Regions from separate parts of the Mus musculus genome. Here region 2 is linked to region 1. The links are chromatin contacts, called in public promoter capture Hi-C maps. All regions are on one chromosome and are shown on one strand. The core of a region is the stretch at or near the end of the contact, and the rest is flanking DNA. Distances in the headings are between cores, read along the strand shown.

Region 1 (6,117 bases), core at 370-2,869:
CACACAAGAAAGAGGACCTGGTTTCAGATCATTAGCATCCACATAGGCATCTGGGCATGGTGCCCTGTGTCTGTAATCCCAGAGCCGGGGAGGTAGAGACAGATGAACCCATGCAGTTTGCTGACCTGCCAATCTAGCTTAATCGTTGAGTTCCAGGTTTAGTAAAAGACCCTATCTCAAGGAAGGTGTGACTAGGCATGGTGGCACACAGCATTAATGCCAGCGCCCCAGAGGCAGAGTCAGGTGGGTCTCTTTGAGTTCAGGGCCAGTCTGGTCTACAAAGCGATATCCAGAACAGCCAGAAGAAAGAAAGAAAGAAAGAAAGAAAGAAAGAAAGAAAGAAAGAAAGAAAGAAAGAGAGAAAGAAAGAAAGACAGTGAAGAGTGATTGAGAAAGCTGGCCTTCAATTGCCCAACATACATATATACATACATACATGTGTACACACAGACCACACACATGAACATATATACACACAAAGAAACATCAAATTCTGGCTTGTCTGCAACTTGTAGTCTAAGTGAACTCGGACACATCACAGGTAACTGATAAATTATTTCTCTGGCGGAGAAATGAGCCAATTCAAGCCAGATTAGCGATATTTATAAAGGCAGGTTTATTGGGAAACTGCACACAGGAGAGATCACTGGTTCCAAGAAATGAGGCCAAGTCGCCATGGAGAGGGAGACAGAGGGGGTGGGGGGAGTGGAGGAGGGAGGAAGAGAAAGAGAGAAAGCTCGCACAGAGAAAGGGAGAAAAGAGAGAAGGGCGGAGAGCGGAATGTCTGATTCATAAAGGGAAGAGCCTCTGGGGGGAGGGGAAGCCCAACCTCTGGGCTGGGAAGTTTAGAGTAGAGGGCATGCTTTGCCAGGTAGGTACTGAGGGATGCTGGGAGAACCCGGAAGCCAGGTCCACTTTGGTATGTTAAATATTCAGCCCAGTTTCTTGTTCTGGGTCTGAATCCCAACAGTAACACCACTCCGCTGAGGAGAGCGAAAAGGGAGACGTCAGGACTCTCTCCCTGACTCAGGGATGATGTCCTCTTCCGCTCTCAGAAAGGGAGAGCTTGTAACTAGATAGGACCGCCATGCCTACTGCTGTGAACCACAGCTCCAAGACTCAGAGGCCGCGAAAGAATCGAAGAATCTGGCTTGTGTCTCATAGGAAGCACTGTGTGATCCATTTGATCACAAAACTATCAACTTGAAGTGCATGGTTCAGAGCTTGTCTGTGTGTTTGGGGGTGGAGGTGAGTCTGATAGCACAGCACATACCTGTAAATATAAACACTCAGGGAATGAGGCCGGGGAATTGCAGATTAGCTTGGAGCATATAGAAAGACCCTGTCTGACAACAAAAATTCCAAACAATAACAAAATAGAATTTAAAAGTCCGAGCATTTCCGACAGACCAAGATAAAGGCAGATTCCTGGATAAGATTTGTCGGCCTTGGGAAAAAAAAAAAAACAAACCGTCAAATTCATTGCAGCCAGCTCTCCGACTGTTCAGTTCCTCCGGACTTCATGCCGCACAATGTCAGGAGCTGAGCTGGACTTTTGCTGAGACCCTTCTGAGGGGAGTCCTAGGCTGGCTTGCTTGGTGTTTCCGCTTGTGGATAGCAAAAGGCTTCAGAGCCCCGCGGGGGGGGGGGGGGGGGGCGGCCCTTTCAGAGAGGGCTCTGCGGCTGGATCACCACTTCAATGACCGTCTGTTGCCACCTGCTGGCCGCTGGGCTGCTGCACAGCACTGCACAAGGATGTTTCACGGGTTGAGGGGCGGGGGTGGGGGTGGGGGCTCCTAGGAGCCCCAAATGTGGTGGCACAGGACTTTTATCCCAGAAGTAGGTGAGTTCAAGTTCAGTCTTGTCTGCATAGCTAGTTCCAGGCTAGGCAGGGACCCCGTCTCAGTTAAAATAAAATTAAAATTCGGGTGGGACATAGGCAGCACTAATTAGGTTGGGTTGTAATTTTGTTTAAAAGAATAGGATGTGAATTTGGGAAGAGGATGGGCACAGGAGGAGTTGAGGGTGGGGGTTGGAAGTAGGTGTAACCTAAATACATTGTATACATACATGAAATTATGTAACAATATAATATAAAAATCTAATAAAGAATAAACTTTGTAATATGTGAATGGGGATAGAAGTGACAGATCCACTGTAATCCGTTCATCAAACCATGAAACTCAGTGAAACTCAGCTTTTGATTGCTTCTGTATCATGTCGTTTGATGAGCTTTTATAGATATGTTCTCTTTCATTCATTCACTAGTCAGTCATAAACACTTTGGAGGGACCCAGAATGGCACTGGCGTTATTGATAGAATGAGGGTCACATTCTCATTGTTGCCTCAAATAAAAGCAAGCAGTACAATCTATCCTAGTCTATTATTATTTTGATACAGGTCTGACAATAGCCTGGGCTGACCTGGAACCAGTAATCCTCTTGCCTCAGCCTCTGCAGTGGTGGGATTCCAGGCTGAGCTACCACACCCTGCCACTCTACTCTTGAATTATAATTTACTTCCACTTACCCCTCAGCAACAACGACTTACTGACTCTCCATCCTCCACAGGCTGAAGCAACAACCAAGAGCAAAGAGACCCAGGCATGACTCTTGTCACTGTAAAGTCCAGTAGAAGAGACAGATGTTGATCAACTGCAGAATTGACATCACAGTGCAATGTGGTAGGGTCAAAGGAACAGTTCCAATAAAAGGGGCCTCAGAGACCTCCTAAGTTCTAGATAGAGACTCAGGCTATTTGGTATGCACTGAAGTTACTTAAGCACTTCTGCCTTGGGGGGAGTGTAACCCAGTGGGCTGATCTGTATGTATAAAGATTCTCACCGCATGATTTTTTTATACAAGCTAATGCACACGGAGATATAAAGAAAGCTGCCCAAGTATCCAAAGATAAGAGTTGCTTAAGCAAATTATGGTATACTAAAAAAAAAAAAAAATCTAGAGCCACTGGATACGTCTCTTTTCTTCCTGCTCTTGGCTACACACTCACTGTTACTGGATCATTGTGATCTTCATGCAAATACGTTGTGAATTCTCCTCTTGAAAATAAGAAGGCCCCACCTCAATTTTTCCCCTACATCCCTCACTGTCTCCCACACGCCTCTTTGTCACCCTTTGCAAAGGTGCATCCCCAATTCTGCCCCCTCCTAAATCTGCTCTGGCCAGGACGCTGTGTGTGTCAAAGTCACCAGTGGTCTCCATGTCACTAAGTCCCACACTCATGTCACATGTGGTCCACTAGCAGTGCCAACACAGCCTCCCAGGGTCCTAACTGTCCCCTGCTCAGGTCCTCCTTCGGGCCCCCAGAGCTGTTCTGCCTTTCATTTTCCTCCCGTGTCTGGCTTCCTCTTTCCCAGTCTTCATTGCTCCCTCCTCCCTCCTCCCAAGCTTTGAATGTTCATTTTCTTCTCTACCTGCATTCACACCTTTAACCTGATCCATTCAAAGCTTTATCTATTTTACTTGTTTTTTAAAAGCTTTTGTCTTTAAATTGTTTATTGTGCTTATTTATGTATGTGTTTACCTGAATATGATATATGAACTGACTCATGTGCTAACACATATGTGCAGGTCTGAAGAACTTACAGGGCTCAGTTTTCTTTCCTCCATGTGGGTCCTGGGGATTGAACTGATCCATTTCATTGGCCTCATTCATTCATTCATTCATTCATTCATTTGGTGCTGGAGATGGAACCCAGTGCTTGCTAGGCAAGCCTTCCACTAGGAGCCACTCCCAGCCCCAGCCCTGACCTTCTTCAACCAGAGCTGTTGTAGCGCAAAGCCCTCTTTCCATGTTATTTATTCCTTACTCTTTGGAAATTGAAGCAGAAGACTCCGAATCTCCAGATTTGTTTCTCATCTGCTCTCATCTCTACCTTGTCCCGACTTGCTAAGCAATGCCAGTGAGTCCCAGAGAGAGTCTCCAGGACCCAGGAGAGACATCTTACCCTTCTAGCCTCTGCACAGCTGAGTGCCACCCCATGGCAGCCTTGGCTTTGCTTGGGACATCCTGGATCTTTGAGTGACTGTGGAGGAGTGTACCCCACTACCCTACTCCCACTCAGAAATCCATGAATGAAAACAAAACATTTGTTTATTATGAACAGCTATAGAAATTTTGGGGATTATTTGTACAGTAACTAGGGATGATTAACACACAACTCTAGAGGTTGGAGAGATTACTCTGCGGTCAAGAGCACCTGGTCCTGCAGAGGACCCAGGTTTGGTTCCCTTCACCCACCTGATGGCCCACAATCATCCATGACTCCAATCCAGGGCATCTGATGCCTTCTTCTGACTTCCGCAGGCACCAGGCACACACACGGTACACAGACATACACATAATCAAAATGCTCGTACACGTAAAATAAAACAAATAAATCTAAATGGTGCTTTTTAAAGAAAAACAATTAAAAATTAAAAACTAATTCTAAAAAAACATATAGCATTGCCGAGGAAGGCAAGAAAACTGATATTGGAGACTAAAGTGAGGCAAAAAAATCCCATGTTAGGTACTAGAAAATTGTTTAATAAAACTGTTGTCCCCAATTTCCTGGTGAGCAAAGTGTCTATTGAAGCCTGGGCCTCTAGCAAAAACATGGCGACACACACAGAGAATCTCTGCTCAGGTTTGACTCACTAGAATTCAGTCATGGGGCTCTGTATGGAGAAGAGGCAGATGGGAAGACAGGGTAACTCCAAATTCACAGGGTTGCAGGAGGGAGAAAGCTGGCTATTGTACCAGTTAACTGATACAATGTAAGCAGGAAAAGATAAGGTAGATGTTCAGGTCTGCCCTCTGTTCTGCAAGCCCCTTATCTATTTATTTGGCCCCTATGGAGTGGAATAATTTGACAGAACCCTGTCCTTAGGTTCAAGGTAAGAGACTTTGCTCAAGATCCAGCCCTGAAAGGACCAGGGCATGCAGGGAGCAGCAAGGGTGTCTTCATATGCCTGCTTTCTGCCAGAACCCACTCAAACTCTACAAAGAAGCCGAGTTTAGTTAATAAAATGCTTCAGCGTGAACAACTGCATGCTGCTCACTGCTGAGTATATTCCATTTGGGGGATCTTTTAAACAAAGGGCTTGAGACGTTGAAGGGCTCTGCTCTCTGCTTCCCTGAGGGAGAGTGGGTTGAGGGAGGCAGCAGGAAACAGGACTCTGGAACAAATGCCACTGGGGTGGAAGACTTCCCACGAAGTGCTGCGCTGTAATAACAGGACACAGGAGGCTGCAGTGGGCCCAGCTAAGCTCTGGGTGGGCTTGGTACTGCCTGACAGAGATGAGGGGAGGGAATTGCTGCCTAGGGCCCTGGGGGAAAACCAGTTCACAGAAGGGAAAAAAAAAAACCAACTATCTTTGTTAAAAGCTGCATATGATCGTATATGGAATTCTCCAGCATCCAATTCAACACTGGCTACTTCTTTCAAACTCATGCAGGCACAAAAGATGTCACAGGCCTATGACACAGAATTTCATTCCATGTCTAGGGAGAGTACACTTGCGTGGTTAAGGACAGTTGCACAGTGGTGTCTACTCAAATCCGTAGCCTCCACTGAAATCATGCTCAAAGTATTTTGCTAATAATTGATTCATGGGCCTGCGAGATGACTCAGCGGGTGAAGGAACTTGCCACCAAGTCTGATAACCTGAGTTTGATCCCCAGGGCACACACAGTAGGAGAACCAACTTCTGAAGACTCTCTCTATTCTACATAGGCACCATGGCATACCACCACCACCCTCACATAAAGCAAATTAATTAATTAATTAAAACCCCTATATACAAGACTAGGGGTTCAGTACACTGGTAGAGTTGTGATAGCCATTTCTATTTAACCCATTTATATTTAGCTAGCACGTGTGAAGTCAGGGTTTGATCTTCAACACCAAACACAATGACAAGCCTCTGACTCATGATCTATGTAGACTCTCAGACACTTTACATCTAGTAAGAGTATAGCGATCATGTTAAGCAAGGCACGTCTGTGGCCACAGAAGGCCCCAAGCTTTGAGGCTGTGGGCAGCTCAGCTGTCATGCGGGCACACAGGTGATGTAAGACAATAGCTGTGGAGTCAGCTGGCTTCCAAGGCCAGC
Region 2 (6,980 bases), core at 593-3,092, 370 kb before region 1:
ATAATGCACAGGACGCCACATCTGGTTGGTCCTCCCAGGTGAATCAAGCCAAAGCCTGATTTAACAGATGGACACTGCACCGTTTCCTGATGGTAAAATCACCAGATGTTTAGAGATTCCAGACGTACAGAGGCAGGAGGAACGTGTTAATGATGAGGGTCCTAGCATCCCTCTGAATTAGCTTACTTCTTAACACTGCCTTTTTATTTTAACACATTGAATATACATATATATATGAATTGTGCTATTATTTGAAATTTAATTAAAATAAGATTTTTTCCCTAGAATATTCTAAAATTAAACAACAAAGTTCATGTTCTTACATGCTGTTACCGCACATTCCCCAAAGCTTGTCATTTTTTTTCCTTGTTTCATTTCTCGCTGACTTTCATCTGCAGATGCCCTCCCATTGGCCTGGGCCAGGGGCCTTCTGGTGTAGATCTGTTATTCTTGCTAGGCTCTCTCTCCCTGACTGTGCAGTTGACCCTCTATCTCTGCTGCAGGGGCGAGCTGCCTTGCTACAACACTTTCTTGGCTGTGTCTGTTAGTTTTAACGCCCTCCTTCTAAGACAGAGAGTTGATTCCAGTCTCATTCAAAAAGAGGAAGGTTAAAGGAAGCCAGCAATAGGGGTGTCAGGGAGTGAAACTAAAACAGTGCACCCAGTAGGGCTACAGGAAGGATTTCATTCTGTTGTAAGGAGGAGGAACATGAGATTGACAGCCATATAAGGAGAAAGGCCAAAGTTCAAATCCTGACATCAATAATTACTAAGTGATTTTACCCTTGGACAAGTCACTTAAATCACTGCACCTTGGGTCTCAACTTTCTCCTCTGTGCATACTTCCAAGGATTGCGTTAAAGATTAAATTAAATTGTGGGATGAATAGGAATACACTTTGTACTTTGTACAGAATAAGTTCTAAGAAGAAAACAGAGAGATAACATGTGGACTTCACACATTCCTTTGGGATATTTCTGGGTTAGGACCTGGCTTATACCAGCTTTAATTCAATTGTTCATCTCACTGATCAAGATGAGGATCCTGCACTTTCCTTAAATAAAAATGCTTACTTAGAACTGGAAGCTGGCTAAGCTCCCCACCCCCACCCACCCCCACAACAGCTAAGCCCTTCCTTCTGAGCACAGTTCTTCACTATGGTTCCCCCACTCAGGTGGCCCTCTGGGTCCATCTATCTACAAAAATAAGCTACGATTAAAAAGAAGAAAGGGAGGACTTTCTCCAAGGACTTTCCTGTGTGTTTTTAACAGGGTGAAGTTGCCCCAGGGTTAAGCACTGTGTTACCAACTGATGGAACACAGAGGCTTGGTCCCTGAACAGTAAGGTTCAACTTCCCTTCTTCATATTCTCCCCCAAATGCCTGCTGGGTGTCTGTTTAATTAGTGAGCAAATAGTGATTCCCAGAGATTATAGAGTCTTTAGCGTTCACGAGGAGAGAGTCCCAAATGTTTTCCCAGCAGTATACACAATCATTTCCTACTTTTAAATAGTAGGCTGATCTGAATATTAACTACTTGCCAATTTCAACACACCTCTCCTATAAACATCCCCTTCCTGGGCTGGGAGGAAGCCCACACGAGGTGATCCTGTGTCGTTCTCTAACTTTCTTTTTTTATGATTGGTGCAGAGCATCTGATTATTTCCAGGTGTTTCAGATTTTCTCATGGCCTCCTTGTTATCCCCCCACCCCCACACCCTTTGAGTCCCTTTGGCAATGAATGTGACCATGAGATCCAAAGCCGTAAAGGATGTATTCGCCACTTCCCTCTTATGTCTGTCTCTTTACTTAACCACAAGCTCACTGTCTTTATCCATGTTAATTCCCTGGGGTATTCACACAGCATTTGTGTTGAGTGCCTTAATTTTGATCTTCCCTAATCAGTCCCTGCCAGATGGTAGTTAAAGTTTAATGGCCCCTGTAAAAAAAATGGTTCCCTTTCTTCTTTCATCAGTCATGTGTGTTTACTTAGCGAACTGCTGGATGTTCGGAATGAACACAAAGTGACCACCAGCAAAACGAATTCAACAAACACACCAACTTAATACTTTTCATGGTAGCTAAAGATGTTGCCTGCCGCTATCCAACCGCCCATTACCCTTACCTTTTATCATCTCTCCGTGGCTGCCCTGTTAGTTTTCTCTTCATTTTATCTCCTTTCTCGGGTTGCTGGAGGCCTGGCAGTCTTCAATATGAAGCGATTAAAGTGTGTAGACACATCTCAGCTCAGTCACATTTAAGTGCTAGCTTGATGGCATTTGGCATGTTGGGAGAGCTTTCCACACCCAAAGGATCCAAGAAAAGCATCGTTCTTTATGATTCAGATAAAGACGCAGAGACAGCTCAAGAGGCCACCCAAGAGGCCATGATAGAAACTTGGCACCCTCAAGAAATAAAATAAAGAGGCCGATACATATAACAAAGCCATCTCTAAATAAATACCATGTCCTTTGTGTCTTTACTACATCCTACCACGATTCCTGAGGGAGCCGGTCCAGAACTAGTAATTAAATAAGGACAGTACATGCCATTTTACAGATGAAGTAACTGAGATGAGTCATATCACCTGATGTCTTGCCAGGCCACACACATATCTCTACACGTTTCCCGTCTCTTAGATTTATGGTCAATTTATTAAAATATGTAAGGCTATTTAAAAGAAAAATAAAAAGAAACCAAACAAAAGAGTATCAGCATTTTTAAAACAAGCATTCTGGGTGACTTTATATACACGCACCACTGAAAGCGTCTTGGTCAGTGACCAGCCAACTCCCCTGTCTGTTTTTATAAATAAAGTTTTATTGGTGCATAGTCGGGTTCATTCCTTTGCTCACTGTTTATGGCTGCTTTTACATTGTGGGACTTTCATTCTGTTGAATTGTTTCACCAGACACTGGATATCCTACAAAACCTAAAGCCGTTACAATCAGATCCTTCCCGACAAGGTTTGCCAATCTCTGCATTTGGAATTATGTCATTGTATATTATGCTATTTCTACTTTAAAACTTTTACTCATGGCACACGGAATGTTTATTAGGTGTTGTCAAACACTGATTGAAATGACGTTGATCGACAATAGCATTTCAAATGTGAAAGGTTCTAGAATCACCTATTAAAATGTCTGTTTTAATTATAGTGATCACCTTGAAGAGTTAAGAAACTACAAATGCTCAACAACCTTTACAAGATTTATTTAATTCTTAATTAAATATATGTGTCTCTGTGTGTATGTGCGTGTGAGTGCAAGTTCCCACAGAGCCCAGGAGAAGGCATCAGGTTCCCTAGGGCTGAAGGCATCTCTGAGTTGCTTGGTGTGAATGCTGGGAACAGAACTCTGGTTCTCTGAAAGAGCAGGAAGTACTCTTAACTCACTGGCTCCTCACCAATGTTGTGATAATTTAGGAAGCAGCATATGGCCACTACATAACCTGCAATGTAGACAAGTCACAACCTAGCAATTGGGGGTAAATACTGATATTTGGCTACATTTTTAGTATGTAGTTTAAAGAAAGATCTATGATCTCTCTAGTTTCTTCATCTAGAATTAGTGTTATATAATCAGTATTCTTAGAGCCCGTTACAGCATATTCTATTGCCTTATTCTACCTTCCCAAAGTAAAAATAGCCTCCATGCTCTTGCACCCCACCAAGAGAGAGAGAGGTTGCTTTACACTCCCATGAGTTTATGGTTAGTCCCAGTTTTTACAAAGCCCCTACAAAAGCCCTGAGTTCTGCATGATCTCAGTCTGATTCTCAGGTGAGTAAAGAAGAAACCGTACTTCAGAATGAAGATCATCGGGTTGTACTGTGAAAAATATTTAACTCGTGACTACATATCAGGAGACTTGTGGTACTGGAGAAATGGAAAAAGTGTGCCCAGGTAGAAGACAAGACAGGCCTCAACTTTCCAACAGGATTTTGAATGGAGACAAAGCATTAGTTAAGAAATGTAAACGTCAGGGAAGGGAAGGCTGGAGAGAAGACTGGGTCTGTAAACTAACTGCATTGCAAGCTTGAGAAATGGAGTTTAAGATCTTCAGCACCCTGTGTAAAAAGCACACACACACACACACACGCAAAATCTTTTTAAATTAAAAAAAAAGTAAGTAGTGATTTCAAAGACCTTCCTAGAGTGAAATAAACCATCCATGCTGTGGAGCAGGATTCAAATCTCAGCATCCATTTTAAAAGTAAACTACAGCCTTGCTTTCAAAATACAATATAACTTTTTGGAATATTTTGTTCATAAACAAAGAGCTTTGGTGTTTATAGCCAAGACCCCCTCCCTGTGTGCTTGTTCACTGTTCTTAGTGACCAGGGGCCTCTAAAGGAAAAGTTAGAGAGGCCTTTCCTATGGGGAATGAACTCGGAGAGTCTAGTGGCGGGTGGGGAGAAAGGCTCTTGTACCTTTGAGTTGCTGTGTCAGAATTTATAGTCTGACATCCCTGTGCCTCAAAACTTCTACCCAGCCCTAAGAAGTTTATTCCTCCAGTATGTGTGTAAGCAAACGATCAGAGCAGCTGATTTATGCATTCTCAGGAGCTAAGGTATGCTGTCCTCATGTTCAATAAATTACTGTGGGCAGACGTCAAACAGTGTACATCCACCAACTGATCTATACTTTCCAAGCAAGGGAGACAGTGGAAGAAGATGAAAGATGGGATGGGAACCAAGCCAGGACATTCTGTACCAACTTACGGACTGAACTAACCCAAGTACGGCTTTGGGCTGTGATTTCTCCATCTGTCCATGAGACTTTAGACCTAACCATAGATCCACATGTGCTAAATATAAAACCTTTAGAAAATCTCTTTCTTTTTATGTATGCACACTGTAGCTGTCTTCAGACACACCAGGAGAGGGCATCAGATCCCATTACTGATGGTTGTGAATCACCATGTGGTTGCAGGGAATTGAGCTCAGGACCTCTGGAAGAATAGTTAGTACTCTAAACCGCTGAGCCATCTCTCTAGCCCCCTCCTTTATAAAATCTTAATAGCTACTGTGTACTTGTTACTACTAGAATCTTCTTTCTTTCCTATATACAAGCATATCCTGCCTACCATGTCTCCTAAGGAGTGAAAGTACAGTTATTTTATATGGATGGCTAATCTGTTACTTTGTTAGAAAATAATAATCACTGCAAGCAATGCTGGTAGTGGACAATTTTGTTAAAAAGAGTGTCTGGCAGAGAGAGATGCAAAGATGCTATCATCAGACTCAACAATGCAGCTTAAGAGAAAAATGTTCATTTCTCTCTTGGGTTATGACAGCTGCAGATAGGCAGCCTCTGTTCCAATGCCACCCAGAGACTAGAGATGGGAACATAACTGCTTCTTCCTCATGTGGCTTCCAGGGTCACCTTGTTTTTGCTATCCCAGCCACCACGAGGAAACAAACCAGAACCAGATATTCACAAAAGGCAACTTGTTTACCTCACTGCCTCGTTGCCGCCTTCCTTCCGTTGGTAGCAATTCAATCATATCTGTGCCATTAGTCTTGCAATGAGGAGTGGGAAATGGGCCATGTCAGCGCAGACAGATCTCCACTCTATTGGAAGAAGAGCAGAGGACAGAAGCTCATGATCTGGGGAATGGGAGGAGGCTGAGGAGGAGGTTCGTCTGTTGCTCAGTGTATAGTTTGATACACTCACGTGTAATCTTAACAATCTCACATTTATACAGAATATTTAGATAAAATAAATCTGTTTCAATAAAACGCAGTTCACTCATTCTCTGTTTAGGAAAACTTGGAATTTATACAATTGAAGACTTCAAACTCTCTCCCCTCCCAGAACAAAGAGAACCTTTATTCTGGATATGGCCTTCACTTCTCTGTTAAATTTTGACATTGTAAAATTTAAAATAAAAACATGAAAACACACAATAATATGATTAATAGTAAAAACAAGCACCTTTTTTACTATGTCTCATAGTTATTAGAATTTTTTTTTTTTTTTTTTTTGGTTTTTTCGAGACAGGGTTTCTCTGTGAAGCCCTGGCTGTCCTGGCACTCACTTTGTAGACCAGGCTGGCCTCGAACTCAGAAATCCACCTGCCTCTGCCTCCCAAGTGCTGGGATTAAAGGCGTGCGCCACCACGCCCGGCTTAGAATTTCTTATATAAAACACCTATTCACAGATTTTTTTTAAGTTTTTTTTATTAGTTCTTCAAGGATTTTGTACAATTAGTTTTGACAATATTCACAGGCCATCACCTCCCCTCAGACGCACCCCTTTCCATACCCACCCACTTTGTCTTCTCTTTCCTTTTTCACACTTCAAGTCTAATTGTGCAGCCCATATGGTCAAAGATGTGTGGGCTTCAGGGCATGGCCAACCTTCCAGTGAAAACTCTCTTGAAGTAAATGGACTCTGTCTCCCAGCAGCTATCAGTTGCCTATGGTTCCTCAGCTAGTGGGGTTTCATGTCCACCTCCCCTCTCCATGCTGGGAGTGATCTGGCCTGGACATGCACGGTTTGTGTGCATGTTGTCATAAATACTGAGTTCGTATATGCAGCTGCCCTGTTGTCTTCAGAGAGCAATGCTGTCTTCTACTCATTCTCTGCCTCCGACTCTCGAAGTCTTTCTGCCTCTCTTCCCCAAAGAGCCCTGAACCGTAGGAGGAGAGGGAACAGTGTAGAGTTCCACTTAGGGCTGAGCATTCCACAGGCTCTTACTCTCTGTACCTGGGCCTGTTGTAGGTATCTGTGTTAATCTCATCTGCTGGAAATAGAGGCTTCTCTGATGAGGGTTGAGAGATGTGTTGATCTGTGGGTATAAGAACAAGTCATTAGGAGTCAGTTTACAACTGAAAGTAATAGATAGTAGAATGATAATAATAGGCTCTCGCCAGTGCCTGACCAAGCATTTGGAACTAAGAAGCAGGCAGGTAGGGTTATTCTACTATCTAACAAACCAGATTTCAAAGTGGACCATTCTTCTCTTTTGCCCAATTTTTA

The links. Promoter capture Hi-C pulls out the DNA fragments that hold promoters and counts their contacts.
Region 2: a promoter capture Hi-C map of pre-B cells shows a contact between it and region 1, with 2.5 times the contacts expected there. The contact joins the enhancer-like site here to the promoter of Chrna1os in region 1. A contact is called at or near these places in 19 of 39 promoter capture datasets (the 3T3-L1 cell line, 3T3-L1-derived adipocytes, the C10 cell line and 12 more), 1 of 15 datasets of contacts at CTCF or cohesin (pro-B cells), 6 of 484 Hi-C or Micro-C datasets (B cells, the G1E-ER4 cell line, the HL-1 cell line and 2 more), 8 of 115 datasets of contacts at active chromatin or transcription factors (craniofacial prominence, embryonic basal ganglia, embryonic hindbrain and 3 more) and 1 of 9 other capture datasets (pancreatic islet).

What each region holds. Positions count from the first base shown.
Region 1 is chr2:73,580,362-73,586,478 of GRCm38.p6, reverse strand. It overlaps Chrna1os (cholinergic receptor, nicotinic, alpha polypeptide 1 (muscle), opposite strand), which reads right to left and starts at 1,619. Exons shown (of 2, transcript NR_153820.1): 1 at 1,472-1,619.
Region 2 is chr2:73,947,638-73,954,617 of GRCm38.p6, reverse strand. It overlaps Gm39851 (a long non-coding RNA gene), which reads right to left. Exons shown (of 3, transcript XR_866446.1): 2 at 6,708-6,789; 3 at 5,465-5,569. Among named protein-coding and RNA genes, the nearest start is that of Gm38603, 10 kb to the left of the region's middle. Within about 2 kb of position 1,842, at least 12 of the 459 cell types and tissues checked have an H3K27ac peak or open chromatin away from gene starts, as enhancers often do. A contact at or near this core is called in pre-B cells, where this site is marked.